Regions from separate parts of the Mus musculus genome. Here all the other regions are linked to region 2. A link is a contact called in public HiChIP or PLAC-seq and promoter capture Hi-C data. All regions are on one chromosome and are shown on one strand. The core of a region is the stretch at or near the end of the contact, and the rest is flanking DNA. Distances in the headings are between cores, read along the strand shown. Region 1 holds the start of St3gal6 (ST3 beta-galactoside alpha-2,3-sialyltransferase 6). Region 2 holds the start of Nit2 (nitrilase family, member 2). Region 3 holds the start of Cpox (coproporphyrinogen oxidase). Region 4 holds the start of Pcnp (PEST proteolytic signal containing nuclear protein). Region 5 holds the start of Cldnd1 (claudin domain containing 1).

Region 1 (2,705 bases), core at 49-2,548, 1.4 Mb after region 2:
GGCACGTCAGGGCACTGGAGCCATTAAGGACCTGCTATTTTCTAAACCATCCACTATTCATGGCATTAAGGTGTTTCTCTTAAAAACAAACTTGACTCCTGAATTTGAAATCTACGTGGTTTCTAATAGGCTAGCACCTACCATGTCCTTCCTGTCCCATCACCTTTAAACACAATTCTTCACACCCTGGCTGCCCTTCTCCTGGCTTCCTCTAAGGATCCCTAAAAGGCACTTGGAGTTTCTTTATTTTCTAGAAATCGCTTTTTATAGATTTTTCTTTTAAATCAAAATAACAGTGCGCAAGGAAGGGGCTAAGCCCACGAGAGCTCCCTAGGCAACGACCGCAAAATAGCAAGTTTCTTCTCTCTTCTCTTAAAAATTCACAGCAGCCAAAACTGCAGTTTTCTCACCGTTGCCCTTCAGTCCAAACAAACTGTCTCGGCTTTTTGTTAGGTTTAGTTTTATTGTACCAAGAAAGATTTCTTGGAAAACTCAGTAAGGTAAAAAAGAACCTTCCAGGCTCATTCACCCTTCCTCGCTTACAGACCCTTTCAGAAATAATGGTGATCGAGGAACCATGCTCTCCTGTGGGTCTCCCACTGCATAGATTGGGGGCGATCCAGGAGAGCAGAGTCCTAGCGCCCCGGAGCACCACTCTCTCTGGGTTCTCCCTAGCAGCTCTGGGACCCTACAGGAGAGCTCCTGGCTGGTCACCCCGCACACCCTGCTGCCTGGAGGATCTCAGGGCCCCAAGGTTCCCTCATCGCTCCGGTGATTTAGCAGAGGACGAAGGGTCTGAGAGCGCGCAGAGTCCCCTTCCCTACTCCGCAGCGGTTGCAGAATCGGAGTGCCTGGGCAGCATCCCAAATCCCATGCTGGGTCGGGGAACGCAGTCTTCCCCGCACCCCCAGCTAAGCAGACCCGCAGCGTGGCCAGCCGCAGAGTTACCTGCCGAGGCCCGAGCTCGGCCACCGCAGAGGCATGCACAGGGCTCTCCGCAGCGCGCTTCTGTCTGTCCCGTGGCGTCTGCAGCATCGGGTCCCGAGCAGGCGGCGAGCGGAAGCCTGAGCTAGCGGGGTGACAAGAACGCGATCCCTTCCCTCCACCCCTACCCCCGATGTGGCGAAGGAGCAGAGCGGAGCGAGGCGCAGTGTGGCCCGGAGGCTGAGACCGCCAACGTTCCCCTTACAGCTCTCAGCGCCGGACTCTGGGTCCCCCGGCGGCTGTGTGCTACGCCGCGGGAAGCTCCTCCTTATTGCTGGCGCCAGATGCTCGGTGGCCGCCGCCCCCAAGTTCCTGCCGAAAAGTGCTGCCCGGTGGCTGCCGGTGGGCTCAGAGACCCCCGGGGCGGTAGCCGTGCTCTCTGGCTCCTACCTTTAGGGCGGGGCGGTCACCAGCCGCTTGCTCTCGCTGGGAGTCCCCGACAGGAAAATCACTGCGAAGGGAGGGCCGGGAAAGGGCGGCGGGTGGCTTCAGGACAAGGTAGGAGGATTGATTTCCAGAGCCAAGAAGACACTCCCATCCTGCCCCGGTTTGTTGGGAAAGCTGCGGGAGCAAAGGCGGGAGGCTGTAAGGGGCTCTCCTTTCAGGCGCTTATGGGAGGCAGAAAGCAACAGAGTTTAGTTTCACCCTGGACTGTCTGTGACATCAGACACAGTGGGTAATTTGGTCTCTAGCTGAAAGGGAGAGGTGTTCACAAAGCTACACAATTTCCTGCCTCTGCTCTTCAAAGACAAAAGTGTTAGCGGAGTAGGTGTAGACATATATATAGTTCATCTTATATTTTAAAAAGACGTTACCTCAGAAAGAATGAAAGGGGCACTTCTTCACTCCTTTCCTCGTTTCTTCTTTCCTTTTCTTCCTTTCTTCTTCCCTCCCTCTCTCCCTATCCTTTCTTTCTGTAGCCTTCACTAGGAAAAAGTTTGTATTAAGAAAGCCCTCAGACTTGCATAGCTCTGAATGCTTTTTAAAAATCAGTGTCTGGTCAAATACTCACATGCAATCAAATGACCTCCATCCACCTCCGGGAGAGAAGCGCTACTGTCTGGGAGGAAAGGAGCTGGGTGTAACTCAAAGCTGACAGTGTGTCAAGTGGCAGCGAAGTCCTCCCACTCGTGTGATGGACCTTCTAGTATTTTCCTTAATTATACCAACAGCCCTAGGAAGTTGCACTTGTTTTTCCAATCCAAACATGGAAAGGGCTCAAACCATTCCGATTCTTACCCTTTCTACAGATTACCTTTGACATAACTCACATAGCTTTTGTAATTATATGCTTGGCTCTTGGAACACCAGGGTAGTCAAAAAAAAAAAAAAAAAAGTCCTGGAATTTGTCCATCTAGATAAATTTTCTGGAAAACTACCACAAACTTTTAGAGTTTCTGCTGAGTTCTCCCATGCTCTCTTCATGATCTTCAAAATGAAACCCGCATTTTGCTTTATTCCTCCTGACCTCCTAGGTTTTGTGTGCTCGATTTGTTTTTGACCGCACTTCCCTGTGTAATCTAGGTTGGCATGGAAATCTCGGTTCCCTTTTTTCAGACTCTGAAGTCCCTGGATACCCATCTGTGTAGTGGTGCGATGGGGAGGGGCATTCCTAGATTCTCCTCCGTTTTGCTTTTGTTGTGTTGTTGCTTTTATACAAGGTTGTTTTGTTTTGTTTTTTTTTATCTTGCTGTGTAACCGAAGCTGGCTTCTGACTCTTG
Region 2 (2,700 bases), core at 69-2,568:
GGACATAAGAGGACCACTGCCAGCACGCAGTACTGTGGTGGATCCACAGCTCCTGAAGAATGGGCAGGCTGCCCTGATACTTACAGGCAGAGAAACTATGTTGGCACCTTGCTTTGCTGCCTCCCGCACTAGGCTACAAGCCCGGGTAAGGTTATCTGATTTAATGGAAGAAACTTGAAGCTGTATGAGGGCCAGGCGGAAAGCTGGGGAAAAAAGAAAAAAAAAAAAAAAAAAAAAAGTCATCAGATCTGCCCACTAAGTTCACCCAGGGCCAGGATTCTCAAACAGGATATCAGGCAGTATTTGAACATGGTTTTTGATTGACCCAACTACTGGCAATCTAAAGGGGTATATCGACAACACTGACAAAACCTGGCTTCTGAAGAAGGCCGAAGCTCTCCTTAAAAGTATAAAAACTATGATCGCTCATTCCTTGGCTTATCCTAAATATGATGAGAGAGAAAAAAAAAAAAAAGGCATTTAGCCCCTAACACCTCTTAATTGAACAGTGCCAGAATCTGTATAAAAACAAATGAAACCAAAACCTGGCATTATTTTCAGGTTAACAGACCTTGAGCTGTCACCAGAGTATCACAGAAACTCACTAATATCTCCCCTAACCCTAGGAAGTTAGACTGCCTCTGCTCCTGAGGCAGGAAAGGATAATAAAACTATAGTTTTGTTTCTAGCTTCTTCCAAAAGCCACCCAATATGGACAAGGTCCCGACCCAGGTTAGGGGCCGGTGCAAAAGCGCCCTCTGCAGGCTTACGCAGGAAAACCCCTCCACTGGGGTCCTCCGTGTGCAAGACTTGTTGCTTCCCCTTCTCCGGAAAGCGATTAATGATTTTGAAGATGAACAAGTCGGGGCGGAGGGCACGAAAACACCTCGAGTGACGGGCCTATTACGGGAACAACATTTACATGAATATGCCAGGACAGTGCAACTATAAACTTTTACAGACGAGGAACTGCGGAGTGAGGTGTGATTATCCACCGCTTTGTGAGGCGAGGAAGTCAGAGCCACGAGTTGGACACCACCACCCAACCCGCAAGCTGACCAGCTCCGACAGCACAGGACGCCCCGCGCGGAGGCCTGTGCTCGCACGGCCAGCCGCCCCTGGGCTTCGCCGCGCCGCGGACACCGGTGACAAGAGCCACCGGCATGGCTGACCGGGGGACGCAAGGACCCAGCCGGCTCATCTGCACCGCCGCACGGAGGACCCCGCTCCCGCTGGGAGCTGGACAACCAGACCACGAGCCACTTACTAGACATGGCTCTTCCACGGTGCACCGCAGGCCACAGGGACTCCTGCCAGTCAATCTCCTCCGCAGCGTGCAGAAGGCGGGGCCGAGCCGCGCGCGCAGAAGGGGCGTGGTCAAGGGCTGGGTCGAGGGGCGGAGCCTCGATGAGCTTTGAGGATTTTACTGTTTTGTTTTGTGCTGTGCTGTAATGTAGGTGAGTAAGCCTCCGACTTTGTGCACATTCAGTACCAGTCTACATTCTTGCCTGGGCACCGTACTAAAAATGGCTCACCCTTTGCGGTTGCATACACCAAGAAGTGATAATTACAAATTCTTTATATAGGGCCTTCAAAAGCAAAGTCAAAAAAGAGAAGCCTACGTTATGGTAGTGTGCCATAAATGGTCTGGGGTAGAAAGGTCCTACTTGTGGCACAAAGGACATAAATTTCAGGTTAGATCATGGCAGTGGCCAGGGTAACGATGCTCCATGCTGACTGGCTTGAGGAAGTGCACCTGGTTGTTTTAGGCTAGCAGGACTTCAGAACCTTGCTCCTAACTGGGCTGGGGAAAGAGATAGAGTTGGTGCTAAGCAGTATTCTACGATTTGACCTTTGTATTTATTATTTAATTTTTATTCATTATCATTTATGTAAATATTTATTTTTGTTTTGAGCTTTTCCGGTTTTCAGACAGGGTCTCTTGTAGCCTAGGCTGCACTTTAACTTGCTATGTAGCTAAGGCTCACCTTGACGTCTAATCCTCCTGCTCCCACTCCTGAGTGCAGGGATTGAGTCCTGTAGCAACACACCCAGCTAGTGACATTGCTTTCTAAGCTTTGCAGTGCTTGCAAGTTAAAGTCTATACCTTGTCACATTTGCAGAGCACGGAGCCAAGGGGATTAGAGAGCTTGACAAGAGGAAAGAAAGCCTGCAGATCAGATCCCCAAAAGAAATTTTAGTCAGCTGTCTTCAGTGGGGCTGAGCTTTTCACAAACTTTGGGAGAGACAGAGAGAGCCAAACAGAGAGACAGAGAGAGGGAGAGAGAGAGAACCATAAACAGCAGTTTGAAAAGGACAAAGCAGGGCTGGAGAGATGGCTCCGTGGTTAAGAGCACTTGGTGCTCTTGCAAAGGACCTGGGTTTGGATCTAAGCACCTACATCGTCCTGAGGGGATCACAGAATTGTTTCTTCCAAGAACCTGAGAACACTGGGGAAGCGGGGTGAACAAAGAATGTATGCGCTGGAGGAAGGTGTGGGGATGGGTTGCAGTATGGCCTTATGTCTTCCAGGGTTAACATATTTACCCCATCTTCATCTTGCATTAGAAACTGCAGTGGCCTGGTAGCCATGGCAACTACTGAAGACAAAGCCAGGTCTAAGGTGACAGATCTATTGACAGCTCTAGTAGAAAGAGGGGGGAAAGGTCACAGAAACCTCACTCCCTGAGCTCAACTGAT
Region 3 (2,700 bases), core at 135-2,634, 1.5 Mb after region 2:
ACAAATAGGACTTGGGAGTAATTTACCAGGAAGAGGTGTGTGTGTGTGTGTGTGTGTGTGTGTGTGTGTGTGTGTGTGTGACTGGTTTTGTTTCTTTTGAGACAGGGTCTTACTATGTCGCCCTGGCCATCCTGAAAGTCTTTAAGTAGACAAGGGTGGCCTCAAATTCATATAGGTCTACCTGACTCTGCATTCTGAGTGCTGGGATTAAATATGTGTGCCACTATGCCCTTCTAGGAAGATGGTGGCTTTTATTTTTTTCTCATACAAATCCGTTTGTTTGTTTGTTTGTTTTTAAGGATTCCAGTAAGCACTGTACATTAAGATTAAGGTGGAATCAGAGAACAGGAGAGAGAGACATCCAAACAGGCTGGAAGCTAGTACACAATTTGTTCAGGGTAAGTACACAATTAGTTATTTGTCTGGGCAAGTCTCCTGAATTTCCCATTTGGCTTATTCTTGGCTAGCTTCACATTAGCAGAGCAGGATCATAAAGGAGAAGTTTCTTACAGAAAATTAGAGAGATTCCTTTTCGTTAAAGAGCTTCATTTATCACCAGGAGGCCCAGCCAGACCCAGGCAACCTTCCAAAAGATAATTCTTATCTTTCCTTCTCTTCCAAGTCGGCCTCCAGCCAGGGCACACTACAGCTAAAAGTTAAGGGTTTCTCTCCTCTGCAAGCTTTGTCACTTCTCGTGAATTCATTTGCCTGCCACATCTGCCAGGCCTGAGCACGCATGCTGCTCCAGGTAGTTTGTGGTTGCATTTGTGTAAGAAGCAGGGGAGTGAACATATCGGTCAGAACCATACCCACTGAGCTCCAATTCCTGCTACAGCCAGAATGGAAGCTTGTGAAAGAATAACCAGTGGCCTCGATTATTATTTGTTAGTAGAAATTAGAATCATCAAGGATAGTTAAAGGGCAAATGAGCCCTTCTGATACTATAAAATAATGCTGGCAATGATATATGCTTGGAACAAAACTATTAAATGTGTGAGCTTCTGTCCTCATATTTTCAACGGGTAGGGCTATGGGGAAGAACAGAGATCCAGGATAGTAAACCGGAGTGCGAATATTTTCTCTGGATCTACTCAGGAGCCCACTACCCTGAACTCTTTGGGTAAGCCAAGCACAGGGACAAGGGTGCATCCTCCAGACCCACAGCCAGGACGAAGACAAGGGGTGTGTCTCCGAGTTGTTATTTCTGCCCGTTTGTCGTCAGCCTTCTAACCCCACTTTTGCTCACTGTGGGTGAGCGAGCAGGGCAATCCAAGGTGTACGTGACTAAAGCGCCTATCTTATCAGTCCAAGCACCTCCACAGTCCTCTGGCAGCACAGGAGGCCCGCGTGCGAGCAGCAGGACCCACCTCTGTGCGCAGGGTGCAGTCTTATCTGCTCTTTCCGGGAGCGGTCAGGCGAGTGCAGGAGGCGATAGGACGGGACTACAGTTCCCAGCAGCCTCCTCGGCTCCCGCCAGCAGCCTGCGACCTACACTCGCAGCAGCTCTTCCGAACTCCACGTAGCAGTGCTGGGGAGTCTGGGTCTCAGGACCCTGGGAGCTCCGGTGGGTCTGCAGGATCGGATTTGCCCAGTCCCGGCGGGAGATGGCCTTGCGGCTGGGCCGCCTGGGTTCGGACCCCTGGTGGCGAGCGGTGCTGGGCGACTATGCTCAGCTGCGCGCCGCGTCCCCGCGCTGCGCGTCCGCCCGCGTCTGCCAGCTGCCTGGCACGGCTGGTCCCCAGCCTCGCCGCGGGCTGGGCTACGGCCCCTGGGCTAGAGGCGGGTCCGGGCTGGGGACCCGGCTGGCCGCGACGCTGGCGGGGTTGGCAGGGCTGGCAGCCGCCGCCTTTGGGCACGTGCAGCGGGCGGAGATGGTGCCCAAGAGCTCGGGGGCGCGGAGCCCCTCACCTGGACGGCGGGAGGAGGACGGGGACGAGCTGGCCCGCCGCTGCAGCACCTTCATGTCCTCGCCGGTGACCGAGCTGCGGGAGCTGCGGAGGAGGCCGGAGGACATGAAGACCAAGATGGAGCTGATGATTATGGAGACCCAGGCTCAGGTGTGTCGGGCACTGGCGCAGGTAGATGGCGTTGCCGACTTCACTGTGGACCGGTGGGAGAGGAAAGAAGGTGAGGAGAGAGCTCCTGTTTCTTGGTTGGGCACCAGTTGCAGTTTAGGATTGGGGATTTAAAGTAGAACAGTTTTTACAGGGGGGTGGGGGTGGGGGGTGATCTGTCAGAAGGGACAGACTTGAATGACTGACATTGAGAGAGCCATTCGCTTTCTACTTGCAGATGTGGACCCAGAGGTGCCAACAATGTAGGACAAGTCACTTGAAAATATTGGCAATTCATAGTTGCACTTTTTTTTCTATAGGTTTGTTAAAGAACATCTGCAGGCAGCAAAGTGAAGCTTTCATGTTCAGTTTGTTACTGAACACGTCTCCCCCCCCCCCCCCCCCCAACACACACATTTTTTATTTATCCATCTGGGTGCATTTGTCCCTGCCCTATTAGAGGCAGAAGAAACACTGATCCTTTATGTCTGCTAGATTCCCTATGTCAAGAGTCTCCCTACTGTTTTTTGGCGGGTTATATAAGGAATATTTGATTAGTCTTCCAGTAGTTCTTACTAAATTGCATCATCAAATTTCTTGAAGGATTCCTTAGAATGCCATTCATGTTGAGTCATGTATTGGTGGC
Region 4 (2,700 bases), core at 14-2,513, 1.1 Mb before region 2:
TTCAAGGCCACCCCAAGATACTTTAGGCTATAGTTTTTCCTCAAACTACTTTTAACATATAGAAGGTCTAAAGTAAGAACTAAAATCATTAGCTATTTTACTAGTTTATTTTTAAAAAAAAACAAAATGAGGAAGAGACCTGAGAAAGTGGCCGTGGCTTGTAATTCCAGTACTCAGGAAGCCAGAGCTAAATGAGCTCCTAGCTCAAACCGGGGGTGGGGTGGGGGCGGGGGTGTTCGGCAATTAACAAACTTGGTAGACCCTACTTTTGGCCTTTATGCGATACTGAACCTATATGTTCTCACATTTAAGTATTTCAAGGATAAGCCCGAAGAAAGCCAGAACAGTGAAAGGCTAAAACATTCTAAGCATGTGCTAATTATCCTTCCGACAAAAGGGCGTAGGGGAAAAGAGACTACGCATTTCTTTTCCTTTATGTACACCATCAAAAATTACGGGGGTAGGAGGAACGAAAAGATAGCTATAATCTGAGTTTAATTTCGCGACAAATTACAGGAAGATCACACCTTCCTACCACGCCAACGAAATATCTGACATAGACTCCGCTGCTGGCAGCCTAAGAAAGATACCGGAAAGAAAGCGAATCAAACCCTAATTTCAAGCGTTTGCTGCTTGAGCCAGATTCCCCTCTCCCCTGCATCGCCTCGACTTATGCCATCGCAGGGTTTATAAATGTTATGTCTGAAAATACAGCAGAGAGTGGGCTGGGGTCTTCCACCTCCGCAGCGAAAAAGAGAGCATCAACCCTCGTTACGTGTAACCGAGAGGCCGGCGACCTCGGAAAGCCGGCATGCGGCCAGTGCCCGCGGCGGCTCGGCGCTCGTGCGGCGGCCTGAGTGCGCAGCGGGCCCTGAGCTCTCTGCTGTTCGGACTCCCGGGCCAAGCTCCCACCTCCCTTCGCACCGCCCGGTGGTAACCGGCGGCCTCTCTGATTAGGCGACGCGGACCTCGATCTCCCCCGCGGGCCACACCGGGCGTGCCCGGCACTCATCAGGGCCCAGCCCCTGGCCGGGCGAGCGCCAGCTCCGCCGGCTCCTGCGATGCCGGAAAGCCCCCCAACCCGCCCTGGGAACCCCAAAGAAAGGCCGGAGTAGCCCCCGTAGCCCGCGACGCTGGGGTTGTGTTCACCTCCGGCGGCTCCGGCTCGCTGCGGCTTCTCTGGCTTCTCCTCTCCCGCCTTCCCGTCCGCCATCTTCCTCGCCGCGGCCTCCCCCTGCAGCCCGGGCAAGAACGTCACGGCCCCGCCCAGCAACCACAAAGCTTCGGGCGGGCCAGCGAGGCCGCAGCCTAGAGAGGACCTGGAACCCGAGACGGGGACGGATGTGACGTCGTTGGCTGGAACGAGGTGTGTGGTGACGGCTATGGAGGACTGGGCGGTGGGATGGCACGTCCGGGTTAGTACGGACTCACCGATCGTGGAACGGTGGGTTCAATCCTAGGTGCTTCCACGCTCAGCGGTGGTCGCGGCTGGTCCTTCATTTTACGGGATAGGGCTGTGTTCTTACAGAGAAACGTCAGCAGTTAACGGACGCTGTCTTAGTGTTGACACCGTCCAGTGCGGTCCGGTGTGCAATTATCGTTTCCATTTGTGCAATGACACCGAAAAGAGACTTATGGAAGATCACGTCGTAGAGCCTTACGGAAATTGGGGCGGAAGAAATTTCCGCGGCTTTTGCATTCGTGAAAAATTCAGCGTGAGAGTTGTAGCAAGCAAGCAAACATTAAAAGCAGAAATAGGTATACGTGGAGGTCAAGGGCGCTTCCTGCTGTTTCAGAGGACAGTTCAATTCCCAGTTGGGTGGTCTACAGTTAACTGATAACTCCAGTTCCAGAAATCCGACTACTAAGAGTTCACACTCACTTGCATATATTCAAACACCTGTTTAAAAAAAAATACATAAAAAACAAACAAAATCCCCGGCTACACTCCGAAGGGCAGGAGCTGTCTTTCTTACGGAGAAGGGTAGTTTGCTCTACTGCAGTTTGGAGATGTCGGCTTTGTATCTACCCTATTCCACTCATCCCTTCTCTAATAACGTTTAAAATACGCCCCAGCCCAGCTTCAACGTTCGGAATTGCTTTGAATTAGAAGTTATTCACTTCTTGGTGTTTTTCAAGGAGTTTTCTTTACTCCTATAAAACTGTCTGGAGTAAAACTGTCTGCTGGTTAAATCGCCCTATTCTTTCAAGGTAAAAGTATCCGACAGAGTTTTATCATAAAAGCTAGTGCCAGTCTTGTCTCTTAACCTTCATGGACACAATGAACAGCACAAGAGTTGTCTTGTAGCGTTCCCTGCCTCTGTGCTAGCACCAGCACTTGTCTTATACTCAACAGTAAAATACAGGACTCGTCTCTTCCAGATTGGAAACACCTGTTAAGTCCTGCCTCTCCTAGAAACCTTTAGTAGATTCATTTAGTGTCAATGAAATCCATGCATCAAGTATGCTACAGCCTCATCTGTTTCTTACTTCTTTTTCTCTATACTCATTCCTCTGCCCAAATTTGGTCAATTCCTAGCCTGTAATATACACCCAGTATTAGAGAATATAGTTCATTCTGTCCTCCAAGCAACATTGAGTGTTGCTGTCCACAGACCTGCTTTTACTTCTCCATAAAATATCAGTGGACTGTTGGTTGTACCTCAGTTGGCCAAGTGATTGCCTAACGTGCAAAACCCA
Region 5 (2,700 bases), core at 113-2,612, 1.6 Mb after region 2:
CATTCAATTGTAAATAATGCTTTAATGATTCCTTAACAATCCTCAGGTCCTCTGCCTGACATTTTTTACATTTTCTTATCTATAGATTCTATTTTCAAAAGTCCATATATTGAAAACCAAAGGCAATCTTATCTTAAAGATTATGAAGTAAATTGTCCAGTGTCTTAAGATTGGTTTACTAACCTCAGTGTTGATGTTTGCCAAGTTAGTTCATCTTCATGGGCTTCAGTTTCTCTGTCTACAAACTTAGGCTGTTTCTTTTCTTCTTAAAAAATGTCTCTTTACCAGAATTGGTTGCACAAGTTACTTCAGGAAGTAGACGTCTCATGAAGGCCGGTGGATGAAGACATCTGCTGCATAAGTGCATTCACAAGTCTTACTGTGGATTCACTATTCGACTCTACACACTCATCGAGCTTTCAAGATGACACCTGAGGCAAATTACGTTTTCATTTGATGCTATCCGTGAAAATCTAGTCATGCCTTGTGGATACTGGGCTCTGCCAGAAGTCCTTTTCCAGACACAGCCTGTGATGGTGAACCGGAACCACAAGCTAAAGGCAAACGATTTCTAACTTAAAAAAAAAAAAAAAAATCTTCTCTACCTGTTTAGAAATTCCTGTGAAGTATTTGAGGGCTTAGAATCATTCCATTGCTTCCATGTCACACAGCCATCTGTCTCCGAGGCTACCCACAACTTTTTCTGTTGAAAATGATCTCTAAATTCCATTTCATATTACATTCACACTTTAAAGTAACATTTTTGAAATCTAGTATCCTTCGGATTTACAAGTTGGGTTTTTTTTTTTGTTTTGTTTTTTTGTTTTGTTTTTTACAACTGAAACAAACAGGGAACTTGATTACAGTAGAGAGCAAATAACAGATTTCTTCAAACAAGAATAACGTAATTATATCAGGTTATAATGCTAGTTTAGTTAGATCCTTAGTTACATTTAAACAAAACAGAAGAACACGTTGTTCAAATGGGAGGGACGATGTAGGAAATGGGAGGGGGGTTGATATTTGAAGAGTAGAGTTCCATTAAAGTTCATCAACTCCGTAGTACTGATTTTTAGAGGTAGGGTGTTATCGTAGGGAAAACAGAAGACTCGACGTTAGATCTCGGCTAAATCAAAGCCTTTGACTATGGTTGACCAAAGATCCTCCCCCATCACTTTCTGGAGCTTGGTCCCTCCTTTTTTGAGGTGTAACAATCCCGCAGTTAAGACTTCAGCTTTCCTCACTGATCTTCAGAGTTCTTTCTTCGGAGAGAACTACATTCCCCACAATTCCTCGCGCGTCGTCAGGCATGCTCTCCTCTGGCTCTAGCCCCTTCTCCTCCAGTATTCCTACAAGTCCCACAAGGCCCCTCGGCCCAGGGCCGCTTTGGCCCGGCCTGGGGTGGAGGTGGAGGCGGAGGCGCGGGAGTTATGGAGGGGGCGGGCTCTGCAGGGAAGTACGTCAGAGGAGGCGCGGGGAGAGTAGGGTGCTGTGGTCGGAGCTGGAGGGCGAAGCCGGTGGAGTGAGAGGATGGGCGGTGAGTTCGCGGGGTCGCGGGCCGGCTCGGCTCGCGACCTGGGGAAAGGGCTCCTTGCTGGCGCGGCCAGGCCCGGGGGCTGGAGCGGCAGGCGGGGCGGGGAGGGGCGGGGCTCCGGGCCAAGGGGCCGGGGCTGGCTGGGTTCGGGTACCCAGGGCGCTCGCCCAGCCCTGCCGGTCTCCGCCCGCCCATGCCAGGCCCTGCTGTGCGGCCCAGGGTGACTGCGCTAGGCGCAGCTTCCAGAACCCGGCCTTTAAGGTCATCCGAGAGCACCAGGATGGACGAGAATTTTGAGAATCAGAATACAAATCGCACTTGCTGGGCTATTGATGACTGTAGTCGCCCCGGTCTTTTCCCCAGTCACTCCCCATTTTCCAAACTCCGCTCCCCAGTTTGTAAGCCTGTTTTCACGGGTGCTTGAGACGAGGGGTTTGGTGCTGTCACGGTGTGCATACATTTGGCAGGGTTTGACTCAGCGTGATCTTGCCTTGAGTCATTTTACCGCGGCCATTTACTACCGCCGTGGAGCCCTGTCCACGCCTAGGGAGTGTTCAGATTTTGCCTAAGTCACTTTTCTGTTTGCGAGTAGGGATTATTTAGTTTTTATGGATCTGTGCTATATTTTAGGATATACGGAGCAGTATTACAGTTTGGGAGGTTGAGAAGTGTGTAATGGAATGGGGGGCGGGGAGAGTAAGGAGTGAAGAATCCGGTTGTGTCAAGAGGCTTGGCTTAGCTTTAATTGAATTGAAGGAGATTGATAACTAACATGGTGTTTTTGCTCTCTTTGCTATGACATACATTTAAACTTTCCCCTCGGGTTAACACCTTCAACTCTGATTTCCAACTTACACCTCACTTCTGCCCTTATTTATAATTGTAAGCCTCCCCACTAAAAAAGCTGGGGGGTCTTCGTTTCCTATTCTGCTGTCTTTTTTCTCACACAAGCCTGAAAACACATAGCATGTTTATAGCTTGTGTAAAAATCCACTCTGCATTTAAGGTGTGCACGCTGCACTGCTGACCATGGGCATGTCTGTTGTTTGTACCTGTAATGTGTATGTCCTTTTCAGTGTTGTCTGTTTTAGTATGCAGGTGATAGACTAGAGAACAAGACTTCTGTCTCCGTAGCATCTTGGGTATGTGAGCATTCAATAAGTACT

The links. Promoter capture Hi-C pulls out the DNA fragments that hold promoters and counts their contacts. HiChIP or PLAC-seq counts read pairs in DNA pulled down with a chosen protein or histone mark.
Region 1: a contact with region 2 is called in a FOXA1 HiChIP or PLAC-seq map of pancreatic cancer cells. The contact joins the promoter of St3gal6 here to the promoter of Nit2 in region 2. A contact is called at or near these places in 1 of 39 promoter capture datasets (liver) and 3 of 115 datasets of contacts at active chromatin or transcription factors (astrocytes, fibro-adipogenic progenitors and pancreatic cancer cells).
Region 3: a promoter capture Hi-C map of liver shows a contact between it and region 2, with 5 times the contacts expected there. The contact joins the promoter of Cpox here to the promoter of Nit2 in region 2. A contact is called at or near these places in 7 of 39 promoter capture datasets (the 3T3-L1 cell line, HPC-7-derived erythroid cells, cranial neural crest and 3 more), 3 of 484 Hi-C or Micro-C datasets (cortical neurons and liver), 3 of 115 datasets of contacts at active chromatin or transcription factors (astrocytes, kidney and liver) and 1 of 9 other capture datasets (adipose tissue).
Region 4: a contact with region 2 is called in an H3K4me3 HiChIP or PLAC-seq map of pro-B cells, with 4 times the contacts expected there. The contact joins the promoter of Pcnp here to the promoter of Nit2 in region 2. A contact is called at or near these places in 14 of 39 promoter capture datasets (the 3T3-L1 cell line, 3T3-L1-derived adipocytes, the C10 cell line and 10 more), 2 of 484 Hi-C or Micro-C datasets (B cells and pre-B cells), 8 of 115 datasets of contacts at active chromatin or transcription factors (the 230-238 cell line, astrocytes, double positive thymocytes and 4 more) and 2 of 9 other capture datasets (adipose tissue and liver).
Region 5: a promoter capture Hi-C map of pre-B cells shows a contact between it and region 2, with 7 times the contacts expected there. The contact joins the promoter of Cldnd1 here to the promoter of Nit2 in region 2. A contact is called at or near these places in 8 of 39 promoter capture datasets (the 3T3-L1 cell line, cranial neural crest, hematopoietic stem and progenitor cells and 4 more), 2 of 484 Hi-C or Micro-C datasets (muscle stem cells and uterus), 1 of 115 datasets of contacts at active chromatin or transcription factors (astrocytes) and 1 of 9 other capture datasets (adipose tissue).

Annotation. Positions count from the first base shown.
Region 1 is chr16:58,522,128-58,524,832 of GRCm38.p6, forward strand. St3gal6 (ST3 beta-galactoside alpha-2,3-sialyltransferase 6) reads right to left here and starts at 1,299. Exons shown (of 11, transcript NM_018784.3): 1 at 949-1,299.
Region 2 is chr16:57,166,014-57,168,713 of GRCm38.p6, forward strand. It overlaps Nit2 (nitrilase family, member 2), which reads right to left and starts at 1,319. Exons shown (of 10, transcript NM_023175.1): 1 at 1,268-1,319; 2 at 85-203. The coding sequence starts at 1,274. It overlaps Gm16892 (a long non-coding RNA gene), which reads left to right and starts at 1,356. Exons shown (of 2, transcript XR_003951893.1): 1 at 1,356-1,457.
Region 3 is chr16:58,668,824-58,671,523 of GRCm38.p6, forward strand. It overlaps Cpox (coproporphyrinogen oxidase), which reads left to right and starts at 1,385. Exons shown (of 7, transcript NM_007757.2): 1 at 1,385-2,127. The coding sequence starts at 1,605.
Region 4 is chr16:56,028,454-56,031,153 of GRCm38.p6, forward strand. Pcnp (PEST proteolytic signal containing nuclear protein) reads right to left here and starts at 1,264. Exons shown (of 5, transcript NM_001024622.2): 1 at 1,150-1,264. The coding sequence starts at 1,213.
Region 5 is chr16:58,726,548-58,729,247 of GRCm38.p6, forward strand. It overlaps Cldnd1 (claudin domain containing 1), which reads left to right and starts at 1,363. Exons shown (of 6, transcript NM_171826.3): 1 at 1,363-1,537; 2 at 2,626-2,676.